3 separate regions of the Mus musculus genome follow, and regions 1 and 2 are each linked to region 3. A link is a contact called in public promoter capture Hi-C data. All regions are on one chromosome and are shown on one strand. Each heading gives the region's core, a stretch centred on a gene start, on an enhancer-like site or on the middle of the called end of the contact. The rest is flanking DNA. Distances are from core to core; before and after follow the strand shown. Region 1 holds the start of Ptpa (protein phosphatase 2 protein activator). Region 2 holds the start of Dolpp1 (dolichyl pyrophosphate phosphatase 1). Region 3 holds the start of Slc25a25 (solute carrier family 25 (mitochondrial carrier, phosphate carrier), member 25).

Evidence for each region. Promoter capture Hi-C pulls out the DNA fragments that hold promoters and counts their contacts.
Region 1: a contact with region 3 is called in a promoter capture Hi-C map of pre-B cells, with 4 times the contacts expected there. The contact joins the promoter of Ptpa here to the promoter of Slc25a25 in region 3. A contact is called at or near these places in 2 of 39 promoter capture datasets (liver and pre-B cells).
Region 2: a contact with region 3 is called in a promoter capture Hi-C map of pre-B cells, with 2.8 times the contacts expected there. The contact joins the promoter of Dolpp1 here to the promoter of Slc25a25 in region 3. A contact is called at or near these places in 2 of 39 promoter capture datasets (liver and pre-B cells), 1 of 115 datasets of contacts at active chromatin or transcription factors (astrocytes) and 1 of 9 other capture datasets (liver).

Annotation. Positions count from the first base shown.
Region 1 is chr2:30,413,896-30,417,574 of GRCm38.p6, reverse strand. Ptpa (protein phosphatase 2 protein activator) reads right to left here and starts at 1,525. Exons shown (of 10, transcript NM_138748.5): 1 at 1,243-1,525. The coding sequence starts at 1,273. It overlaps Crat (carnitine acetyltransferase), which reads left to right and starts at 1,827. Exons shown (of 14, transcript NM_007760.3): 1 at 1,827-2,263. The coding sequence starts at 2,237.
Region 2 is chr2:30,390,514-30,393,766 of GRCm38.p6, reverse strand. Dolpp1 (dolichyl pyrophosphate phosphatase 1) reads right to left here and starts at 1,513. Exons shown (of 8, transcript NM_020329.4): 1 at 1,255-1,513. The coding sequence starts at 1,330.
Region 3 is chr2:32,449,778-32,453,228 of GRCm38.p6, reverse strand. Slc25a25 (solute carrier family 25 (mitochondrial carrier, phosphate carrier), member 25) reads left to right here and starts at 1,759. Exons shown (of 10, transcript NM_001164357.1): 1 at 1,759-2,162. The coding sequence starts at 1,905. Naif1 (nuclear apoptosis inducing factor 1) reads right to left here and starts at 2,772. Exons shown (of 2, transcript NM_194335.2): 1 at 280-2,772. The coding sequence starts at 790.

The sequences.
Region 1 (3,679 bases), core at 276-2,775, 2.0 Mb after region 3:
ATTCATCTTCAGAGACACTCATTTCAAAAGGAGTCTGCCTGCCTGATAGCTACTCTTTTTTTTTTTTTTTTTGTGGAGACAGGGTTTCTCTGTATAGCCCTGGCTGTCCTGGAACTCACTCTGTAGACCAGGCTGGCCTCAAACTCAGAAATCCACCTGCCTCTGCCTCCCGAGTGCTAGCTACTATCTATGTCTTGATGTCAACACTAAAGTCGATTAAGACACATCCATAAGGCCAGGCAGTGGTGGCGCACTCCCAGCACATGGGAGGCAGAGGCAGGTGGATTTCTGAGTTCGAGGCCAGCCTGGTCTACAGAGTGAGTTCCAGGACAGCCAGAGCTTCACAGAGAAACCCTGTCTCGAAAAACAAAAACAAAACAAACAAAAACGACACATTCATAGAGATTTTGTATAACTTAAAATAAATGTCTGGTTTTGAATTCCACGTGTTCATATATTTAGGGGGGGGGCGCCACAAAAATGGTGCTTCTTTTGATTTTCAAATTTTCTTCCTCCTGAGACTTTCTTTGGGACCACAAAAAAGGAAGTGTGGTGGAAGGTACATCAAACACTATCAAAGTACGAGCTGAGTTTAGCCAACCTAGCCACTCTGTAAGAATTTTCCAGTCCTTCTTAACTACACGGAGTCAGCAAACTGCTTTCTCCTCCTCCAGGAAAGGGGGTCTCTACTGGAGCATCTGGCCTCTGTCTCTGCCCTAGTTACTTGAGATGGACCACAACGAGGCCACAGTGTAAATAAAAGTTACAGACGACGATGCCACCAACCCTCTCATTTTGTACAAACAGCCTCTTAAAATTAGTGGTTTAGACACCGTGGGCAGTTTCTCTCAATTAACTCTGCAGATACTGAAACCCCCAGAGCCAAGCCTGCAGGACGGAAGGAGGGACGGAGGGAGGGAAGACATGCAGGGTGGGCAGGACATGCATGAAGGAGCCTGGCGTCCGAGCGAGGCCCAGGTCCACCCGAGCGGAGTCTCATAAAGAACGCAGCCTCCTGGATCCCTCTCGCCCCGACCCCAGGCAACTCTGCCCCCAGGTCCAGAGCCTTTCCCCTGACCGCGCTCTGCCCGCCCGCCCTGGCCGGGTCGCCCTCACCGCCACCCGCCTGCAGCCCAGGCCGTCAGCCCTGCCTCCTCCGTCCCCAGAGCTCCTCAGACTCGGGAGACCCCCCGAGCCACACCCCTTTCCCACCCGCACGCCCGGGCCCTCCAACCGCCCTACCTGGCGGCGGCTGCCGCTCGCCCTCGGCCATCTTCTCCGTGAGGAGCCGGAGCGGATGCTCGCCGGTCCCTCTCAATGTTCACCCCGCAGCTCTCCCCGGCTCCGCCAAGCTTCCAGCAGGGAAATGAGCGCTGACTGGCTAGGACCGGAAGCCGAGAATTACAGTCACTCGCGCGAAGGCGGCAGCCATGCCGGTGCGAGGCACTCAGGGAGCATGCCCACCAACGGCCGTCTCGCGGCGGCCGCGCCGACCGAGGCAGCGGCCATCTTGGTGCGGGGCGCCGAGGAGCATGCGCACTAACGGCTGCCGCCTGCAAGCCAACTGCGGCGCTGGCAGCCATGTTTGTGCGGGGCGTCGGGTTCTGTTTGCTTGTTTGTTTGTTTGTTTGTTTGTTTTGGTGAGGGGTGATGGAGGGAATAGGTATGGCAGCAGTATTCTTGCGGAGCAAGGCCACCTGTCATCTTCTTTGTGCATGCCTCCACCCAAGCAATCTGAGACAGTCCCCAGTCAACAGTTGTGTTCTCCTGCCATTCCTAGAGTGACGTTCAAGGACACCAGTCAGACTTGAACGCACGTGACCGCCTCGACAGCTAAGGTGGCTTTCGGAGGCGGAGAGCACGAGCGGGACAGCGCCTACCGTTGTGACCCCGTGACGGGAGCCCAGCGCCGGGCTGCTAACAGCTGAGCTAGAGGTCCGTCTCCGCAAGCCCCGCCCTCTGCGGCCACTCCCCGGCTTGGGCCCACCCCGAGATCGGGGCGAGCGGCCGGGGACTGCGAGCCACCAAAGCTCCGCCCCGTGAGTCCTGCCCCACCGGCAGCCCGCCGGGCCCGGTGGCCGCGGGGCCGCCTCTACTGGCTAGCGGCAGTGACTCGGCGACCTTGAACCTAGAACCGGAGCCGCGAACCCACTGACCCCAGCACCCCAGCAGTGGCGCAGTCTTTACCCAGCGCGAGGGGCGGAGCGGACCAAGTGTCCGCAAACAGACTGGGACGATGTTAGCCTTTGCTGCCAGAACCGTGGTGAGTTCGCCCAGCAGGGCCATGGACGGGACAAGACGGGCGGGCCTCCAGCAACGGTCAAGAAAACCCCAGACCGGCTGGTAGGGTGCGATCTGCAAGGTGGATAAAGGAGACCAGGTAAGGGGTGGGTTCGATCCCAGAAGAAGACTGAGAAACCTAGGTTCAAGTCTTTTGTACCTTTCCACTCCACTCCTCCCTAATGCTCCCAGTTATTCGGACTCAGACACCTGTCGGGGCTACTGGTTAGAGAGCTCAGCCCTAGGCTATGCTTCTGCCCGACTAGAGCCACTTCTCCAAGCCTACCCAGTCTCCTTGAGTTCATCAGATGCCCACCCTCCCCATTGCATATTGCTAAGAGAACCTCAGGTGGAGACTAGTACTGAAAATCCCCCAAACAGGCAGGAGGAGGCAGGAGGTGGCAGGCTGCCCCTCACCATCCTTATCTAAAGCAGCTATCCTAATGGTGAGCTCCTGTCCTCTCTGATTCAGGCTGTCTATCCAGCTGTGAACTGGACTGCCCTGTCAGACACTGGGTTGGCAGCTAAGACTGAGATTCTACTAAGAGTCCTGGCAGCACCTGAGACCCTCCTCCAAGTCGTCCCGCCTTCCGTCACCCTCTGGGACCACCTTACTGCATAAGCATTTTAATGCTAGGGAGACTGAAACAAGGAGACAATCAAATCCCATGGTTGTGCTAATAAACTGAGCCCAAATGGGGTCTTTTGGCTTATTACTCACAGCAGAAGCACAAAAGTGTATTTCCCCCACTATTGATCCCAACCTGGATGATCCAGAACTCATTTAGAAAAAACAAACAAACCACCAAAAGAGGGGTGGCCACCAAGGCCCTGAGGTCTGGAAGGGAAACAGCTGGGCAGGTGTGTGGCAATCGTTGGTTGTCCACTAGTGGCCCTTCCCTGGCATCTCCTGTCTTGCACCATTCCCAAGCAGGGCTGATTTCAGGGCCACAGGTTAGCGGCCAGCCTGTTTCCACCCTCCAGCCAAGTTTTCCCACATCAAAAAGATCTATGAAGATTTTGACAGGTGGATTTTTTAATACCTCTCTTGGCTTGCCTCCCTGGCACTGGGCCCATCTAAAGAAGACAGGAGAGAGCTCCCAGTCTCCTCTTACCTCAGTACCTACTTCCAGCCCACTTACCTGCCTTACTCCTCCTCTTCTGGAGGCTAGCGAGAGGCAGAGCGGCATCTGCAGCCCCACAGCTACCACTGCTCCAGCCTTAGATGCTACCACGCCAGTGGCTACTGCCTCACCACCCTTCACGCCTGAATTGTGAGTCTTGTCTTCTCTTTCCAGTCCAGGCAGGTGGCCGCTCTTGCTAGTTTCTGCTCATCCAATTGGTAGCACAGTTAGGCTTAGAGGTCCAGCCCAGGCAGACAGACAGGGCTCACATCCTC
Region 2 (3,253 bases), core at 264-2,763, 2.1 Mb after region 3:
CCTTCACCAGGCCTGTTTTCCCTCCTCAGGGGCAGAGACTTTCCATAGAACAAGAGTGCAGGGACTTCATCATTCCAAACCCCGAGCTGGCCCAGGGCCTTGCACCCGGGAGATGCTATGCTAAGGGAATGCAGAATGAATGGATGGATGGGTGGTTGGGTAATGAACAGGCACTTTGATAGGGCCCATCCCTGGACTGCCACACCTTAAGTATAACCCAGAACACCCAGAGGCAAAGTTCTCCTGGCCTGTGGCCCTGTGTTCTCAGCAGACCCAAGTTCTCAGGCCCTCTACCCAAGAGGACAGGCCCTTCCTGGACAACCAGAGGCCAGCAAGGGGGCCCCGGCTGCTCAGCAACAAACATTTATCCAGGGAGGGTGCTGGCAAGCTAGAGAGATAAACTACAGGTATTTACTGGGTGTCCACTGTGGGCCAGGCTCTGTGCCCAGCACCTCTTAGGCCTGTGGTCATTTGAGTCACACACCATTACAGAAAGGAGACACTGTACTTGGAGCCACTTAAGATGAAGTGACTGGAGGGGTGGTGCCTACCCTGGAGCCCGGAAACGTCTCACCCCAAGGCCTAAGCTCCGCTCCGCTCCACTCTATGGAGCCGAGCCGGAACTTCAGAACCATGGCTAATGGACCTTCCCACCAGAGAGGCGGGCACTCCCAGAGGCGTGTCAGATGGAAGCTCTTACAAGTCAGGCTCCCAGGGGCTGCATGCCCCCTTGGCGGCTGGCCTCTGCCGCGCTGCTCAGGGCGTGGCGCCGCAAATTCTCCCAAACCTGGCCTGGGTTTGCACACTCCCTGCAACTGGGAGCTTTCTCCAGTGAGCAGCCCGCAGCGTAGTGAAGGAAACTGTCACTCCCTGCACAGCCGAGCAGGAGTGCGGCCTCTCTGGCTCGGGGGAGGGCGGGGCACAAGGGACAAAGTCCAGGCCCAGATCCTCGCCCGCCCTATCCAGACCCTCCCCCGGCCCAGGACAGCCCACCAGCACCCCGGGACCCCGGAGAGCGACTCGGCCGCGCAGCCGCAGAGCACACGAGCGAGCCGCTCGCAATTTCTCCCTGCTCATCGCCGCCTCACTGCGCCTGCGCGGCGCGCGCGCCGGCCGAGCCCCTCCAAGGCTCGCTGTTTGACAGTTCCCACCGCGGTTCCAAGGCGCCCCGAAGGCGGTCCGCGCGGCCCGGAACGCCCGGGGCTGTGGCGGCAGCTCGAGGAGAACGTCCTCGGAGCCGGGGCAGGCTCTTACCTGCAGGGTATTCGACGTGGGTGAGGGTCACTGGCCGCCATGAAGCGGGGAGCGAGCACTGTCCGTCCGCTGCCATCTTACCCGGAGACCGGGCTTCGCAGAGCAGCCAATGGGGAGCAAGGGGGGCGGTGGTCCTGACCTATCACGCCGGGGAGACGCCACGCACCCAATCCGAGGCCGATTGCAGGTAGTGGCGCAGCCATTCAGTGTGCAGGTCGTGAGGCTGGCCCGTGCGGCGAATCAGAGAGCGGGGACTCGCGCAGCTTTGCCAGTGTCCAATCCCGTGCGAGTTCAGGTAGTTGACTAACCAATCAAGAGAATGGAGCACTCGCAGCGCAGGACAGAGCGCAGAACAGCCAATCAAAAGGTAAGCTTAGCTCGGCGTGTGGGAAGGGCGAGCCAATCAGGCGCTATCTCGGGGGGCGTGTTGTACTTTGGTGGGAGCTTTGGTTAGGCTGGCACCTGCGCCCAGAGTTAAAGCTCCTGAGAACCCAGAGCGCAGTGGAGGAGCAGCCTCAGCACCACCGGGTCTCAACCGACCCATTTGGAAAACAAAAATGTGTTCCTCACTATGAAGGCTAGGCTTGCCCCAGCATCATTCTGCCTCGTCCTCCAGGTTCTGGCTTCCTGTCCATAAATGTAAACTGAAGTCAAAGACCTAGTGCAGTTTTTTATTGCCCTTTACTGACAGACAAGAGGTGCAGTTCCGCAAAGGAACTTTTCTGTTAAAAAAAAATTATTGGTCCTCACTTCTGGGATGTAGCACATATTGTAGATATCTTAGATGGGATGCTATACGTTTCAATTACGCCGTAGCGTAGTGAGGCCACTTGGGACCATTTTCAGTATAATCCAGATGTTCCATCTACCCTTCTCTGTTTCCCCATTCTTGAAGAAACATTCTTGAAGAAACAGCCACACCTCCCACCCACGTCCCCTTTCTGAACCAACTCTCTCCAGACAGACCTACTTACTGTCTAGGCCAGATTCCAATTCCTCAAATTTCTCTGCAAGGAATGGGCACACACACTCCTGCCCCATTTGCCTGGCCCAGGCTGACTTGTCAGTTCATAGCTTCAGGTTCTGAAAATTAAGAGAAGGGCCTCCACAGAAGCAGGGGGATCTCTGTGAGTTGGAAGCCAGTCTGGGCTACCTCAGAAAGGGGGTGGGGGAGTTCCAGTGGTCTCCCACAATTGCACCTCCTTTGCCTACCTCATCTCTGGCTACACTTGACTGTAATTATTTCCTTGTCTGCCTCTGCCAGTATGCAACGGTTCTCTGACCTCTGACTAAGGCCCAGAGCATGTACAGTAAAAAAATAAAAATAAAAGCAGGTTCCGGGTCTGCCTTAGACCTGGGGGTACCCAGTAGGTCTAGGTTGGAGCCTTGGCCCTCCATATTCTATGTTCTGAGGTCACTAGCTACAGTGGCTTAGTCTGGCAGCCCGTGGAAGCCAGAATTGTAGGTTACTCTAAGTAGGCTGGGGACTCAGAATCCCCCAGTGGTGTTCAGCTTGTCTTCCGTCTCCCTACCCAGCCTGAACTTATCCAGCTGGGCCCACCTCCTAGTCACCTGCCCTTAGCTCTCTCTCTCAGGCAAAGTCATTATTAGCCTTTGAAAGAAAGAGGTGTGAGACGTGGTCATGAGCTTCCTAGAATAGTTCTCTGAGAGAGAGGGCACCCATGGAAGGTCAGGCTGCCTTGCCCTTCTTCAGAGTCCCAGAAACACAGAGAGAGCATCCCTAAGGAAGTGACAAGATGAAGAACTGAAAATGTGTGGGAGTTATTGGGGCGAGTCTCCAGCAGGAAGAAAAGCTGGACTTCTTGTGGGGGAGGTGGGTGGGGCTGAGCCACTGAGTCTCTGAGGGAATAGCTGGTGCTGAGGGTACAGAAAGCTCTGAGGGTAAGTAAATAATGAAGGAATCTTTTTCCCCCCGAGGCAGGGTCTCAGTGTGTAAACTTGACTGGCCTGGAACTCATTATGTAGATGTTGTGCAGAT
Region 3 (3,451 bases), core at 510-3,009:
CTGGCTGCCTATTAATATGAGGTCCTAAGTCCCGAGGGGCTACAGACAATCTCTGCCTTCAACACTACATAGGTCAGCATGTGGGAGATCCAGCTAGCCACATGCTGAGGAAGACCCTAAAAGAACAAGATCAGTCTGGGGAGTTCTTGGAAGACCTCATGGTCTTTCCAAGATCGCCATCTGACTTTTGACCTTTGGCAGCCAATTTGCCCCAGGCTGTCCCAGTATTGCTGGCCCGTCCCATTTATGCAGCTGAATTGAGCAGGAGAGCTCACTCACTCTGTGTCAGGGTGACGGTGGCTGCGGCTGTAGTGGCCGTGGATCCGAGGGCCACGGGATGGATCTCTGTGGTACTGGGTAGGCTGATGATGGTGGCCTCACCCAACAGGTTGCAGATCCTCTGTTGCATAGGGGTCAGCAGTACAGGAGCTATGGCTGTGCCACTGCCACCACTGCCACTGCCTGTCCCAGGCCCACCAGCTCCATCATCTTCTGTGGGCCCTGGAGCTTCGCCACCTTCTACAGCAGCTCGGACTTGGGCAACCTTGCGACGGACCTCGGTCTTGAGGTCGGACCACTTCTTCTTGACTTCGGGCAGCTCCCTACGGCAGGTGGCCACAGCGTTGACCCTTCTCAGGATGCCATGCCAGGCTGCACTCTTGGCAGCCAGAGGGACCCCAGCATTGAAGTGGTTCACCAGCAGGTGCTTCTTCAGTTCCAGTTCCTCCACGATGATCTCCACTTCCCGCTCTGAAAAGTTCATCTTCCTCTTCTTGGCTGGGACAGCCATGGCCTCCCCTTTCCTCTCTTTTTAAAGAAATTATAATGCTCTTAACAGCCCCAATTTCTCTTCTCTTCTTCCTCAGCCTCGCCTCTCTTTCACTCCCACCCCCTTTAGGGGGACAGGCAGGGCTTGTTCAAGGCCAAGTACCAGGCCTTAAGTAACCCCCCTCGCTACGCAAAGTGCGTAGGGCCCAGCCCTGACCGGCCCGACCGCCGCCAGCCAGCTGCGTAATGGCTTCCTGAATCTGCCTCTTCCGCTGGGGTGTGCGGAGATCCGCCCACTTCCCTTCTTCCCGCCCCTCGGCACATCCCTGAGAAGCCCCGCCCTCCAGGTTTGGCGTGGCTCAAATATCTGGCCGATCACTGGCTCTCCAGGCCTGCCATTCCTCCTAGAGGACACACCTCTTTGCTAGAACTGGCCTGGTCATTGGTCTAAAGTCTTGTCTGTCGCTTCAGGATGTCCGCCCACACGGACATTATTCACTTCCATTGGAAAAGCAGACTGTCGTTCAGTTCGTGTCGCGACTATTACGTTGTAAAATTCAGTTGTTTTATTGGCAGTTTAGAAGACTCCTAAAGCTTAGCCTCCTGATTTTGATTCGTGTTCTCGGTTTCGAGTCGTCAGCCCGTTAAATTTTCATTTTATTCAATGGTGCTGTGTTTTCTAACTTCAGTCCACAGTTACCCTCATATACATTTCATTTCCACTGTTAGCTACGATCTCTCCTTACACAACGCTCCTCTCAGCCTCATCATTCCGCAGTCTAAATAGAGCTTCTGAATGGGAATTGGACACAAGGCTTTCTGCTTGCCTATTACCCAGCTTCAGCCAATCCCCGGCTCCCTCAGTTTGAATCGCCTTCGAGCTGGCACGGTGACTCCGCCCCCTCATTGATCCCGGAGCCGACATACCGGCCTATGATTGGTCGGCAGTGCGCCAGAGGGCGCGGTCAGCGCCTCTGCGCGCCGCGGGGCGGGGCTCCCGGAAGCGGCCCCTCCCTCCAGTCGGCCGGCTTCTCGGAGCCCGCGCTCGCTGTCTGAGGAAAGCCGGCGTGCTTCCGCGCTCGGGTCGCTCTCCTGCCGCCTTCAGCCCGGCGTCCGGCGCCCCCGCCTCGCGCCCGATGGTGAGCAGTGTGTTGTGCCGCTGCGTGGCCTCCCCGCCGCCGGACGCCGCCGCCACCGCCTCGTCGTCCGCCTCGTCGCCGGCTTCTGTAGGGGACCCGTGCGGCGGCGCCGTCTGTGGCGGCCCGGACCACCAGCTACGCCTGTGGAGCCTCTTCCAGACACTCGACGTCAACCGCGACGGCGGCCTGTGTGTCAACGACCTGGCGGTGGGGCTGCGGCGCCTGGGACTGCACCGCACGGAGGGCGAGCTCCGGGTAAGTCTGCGTGCGCCGTCCGCGCGGGCGGGGAGGATCCGGGAGGTCTTGAGGAGAGAGACCGACGCCAAGGGGACGGGTCGGGACCGCAGGACTTCTCGGGCTGCTTTCTGTAGCCTGTCAGGTTTCGACGGACGCTGCTAGAGCTGAGCGGAACCCCTGGTGTTGGGGGGGATAGTGTCCCTCCACTGACAGATGGAAAGGAAATTCACACCTTGTTAGTGTGGGGCTCCTCAGGTGGGAGATGGGGCCGTGAGAAAAGCTCGTCGTGGCTACAGATGGGCACCCTTGGGTCTCTTTGATGGACAGAAAGCCCCCTCTACTTCCCTCTAGATAGAAGGACAGATAGATCTCAAGATTGCCCTACGGACCTCAAGGCCAAGTTGGTGCCCATCCTCCCTCAACACCTAGGTTCCTATCCACCCATTCTCATTGGCACCCCTTGTCTGTCTGTCTGTCTCTCGCTCGCTCGCTCTTCTCCCCCCACTCTCGTTTCCATGCCACCGGTGCCTCTAATCTGGTTGCTCACAGAGACATGTGGGTGTTGGGGAAGAAAAAAATGGGAACTGGGGTTCTAGGCAGATCAGTGTGGATGTGGGTGATGAAGACTGAACAGTTCTTTCTCATGGCTTAGACCCAGCCCCCCACTGCTGTTTCAGAACACTGGGTCATGATCCCTTTGTCGAATTGGAGTGCGAATATGTTAAAGAATCTGAAGAAAGATTCTTTTTTTGTTTGTTCGGTTGGTTTTGGGGATTTTTTTTTTCTAGACAGTGTTTCTCAATGTAGTCCTGGCTGCCCTGGAACGCCCTCTGTAGACCAGGCTGGCCTCGGAATCAGAGATCCACCTGCCTCTGCCTCCTGAGTGCGCCGGGATTAAAGGCCTTTGCCACCATCGCTCAATTGGAACTTTTTTCAAAAAATGAAAGTTAGATACATCTAAGGATATTTGTTGGCTGGAAAGGGATGGGCCAAGACTGGGAGACAGGGGTGGAGAAATGGCCATTTCTGGGTCTGCAAGAAACAGAACTACTATCCTTCCTGCACAAGAAGCCCTGAGCAGTGGCTTTTTCTTCCCTTTCTGTTTCATGTTGGTTTTTCAGTTTGACTTTAACTGTGGCTTCCCTTTACCAAGTGTTTCATTATTGTGGCATAGACTGGCTTACAATCTGGGGTGATTCTAATGAGCAGTTTGCCTGATAACCAGTTTGTGGCCAAAATTAGTATTTGGTTCATTTGTATGTACAGTAATTACGAATTTCATAGCCAAATATGAAGAAAACCTGGTA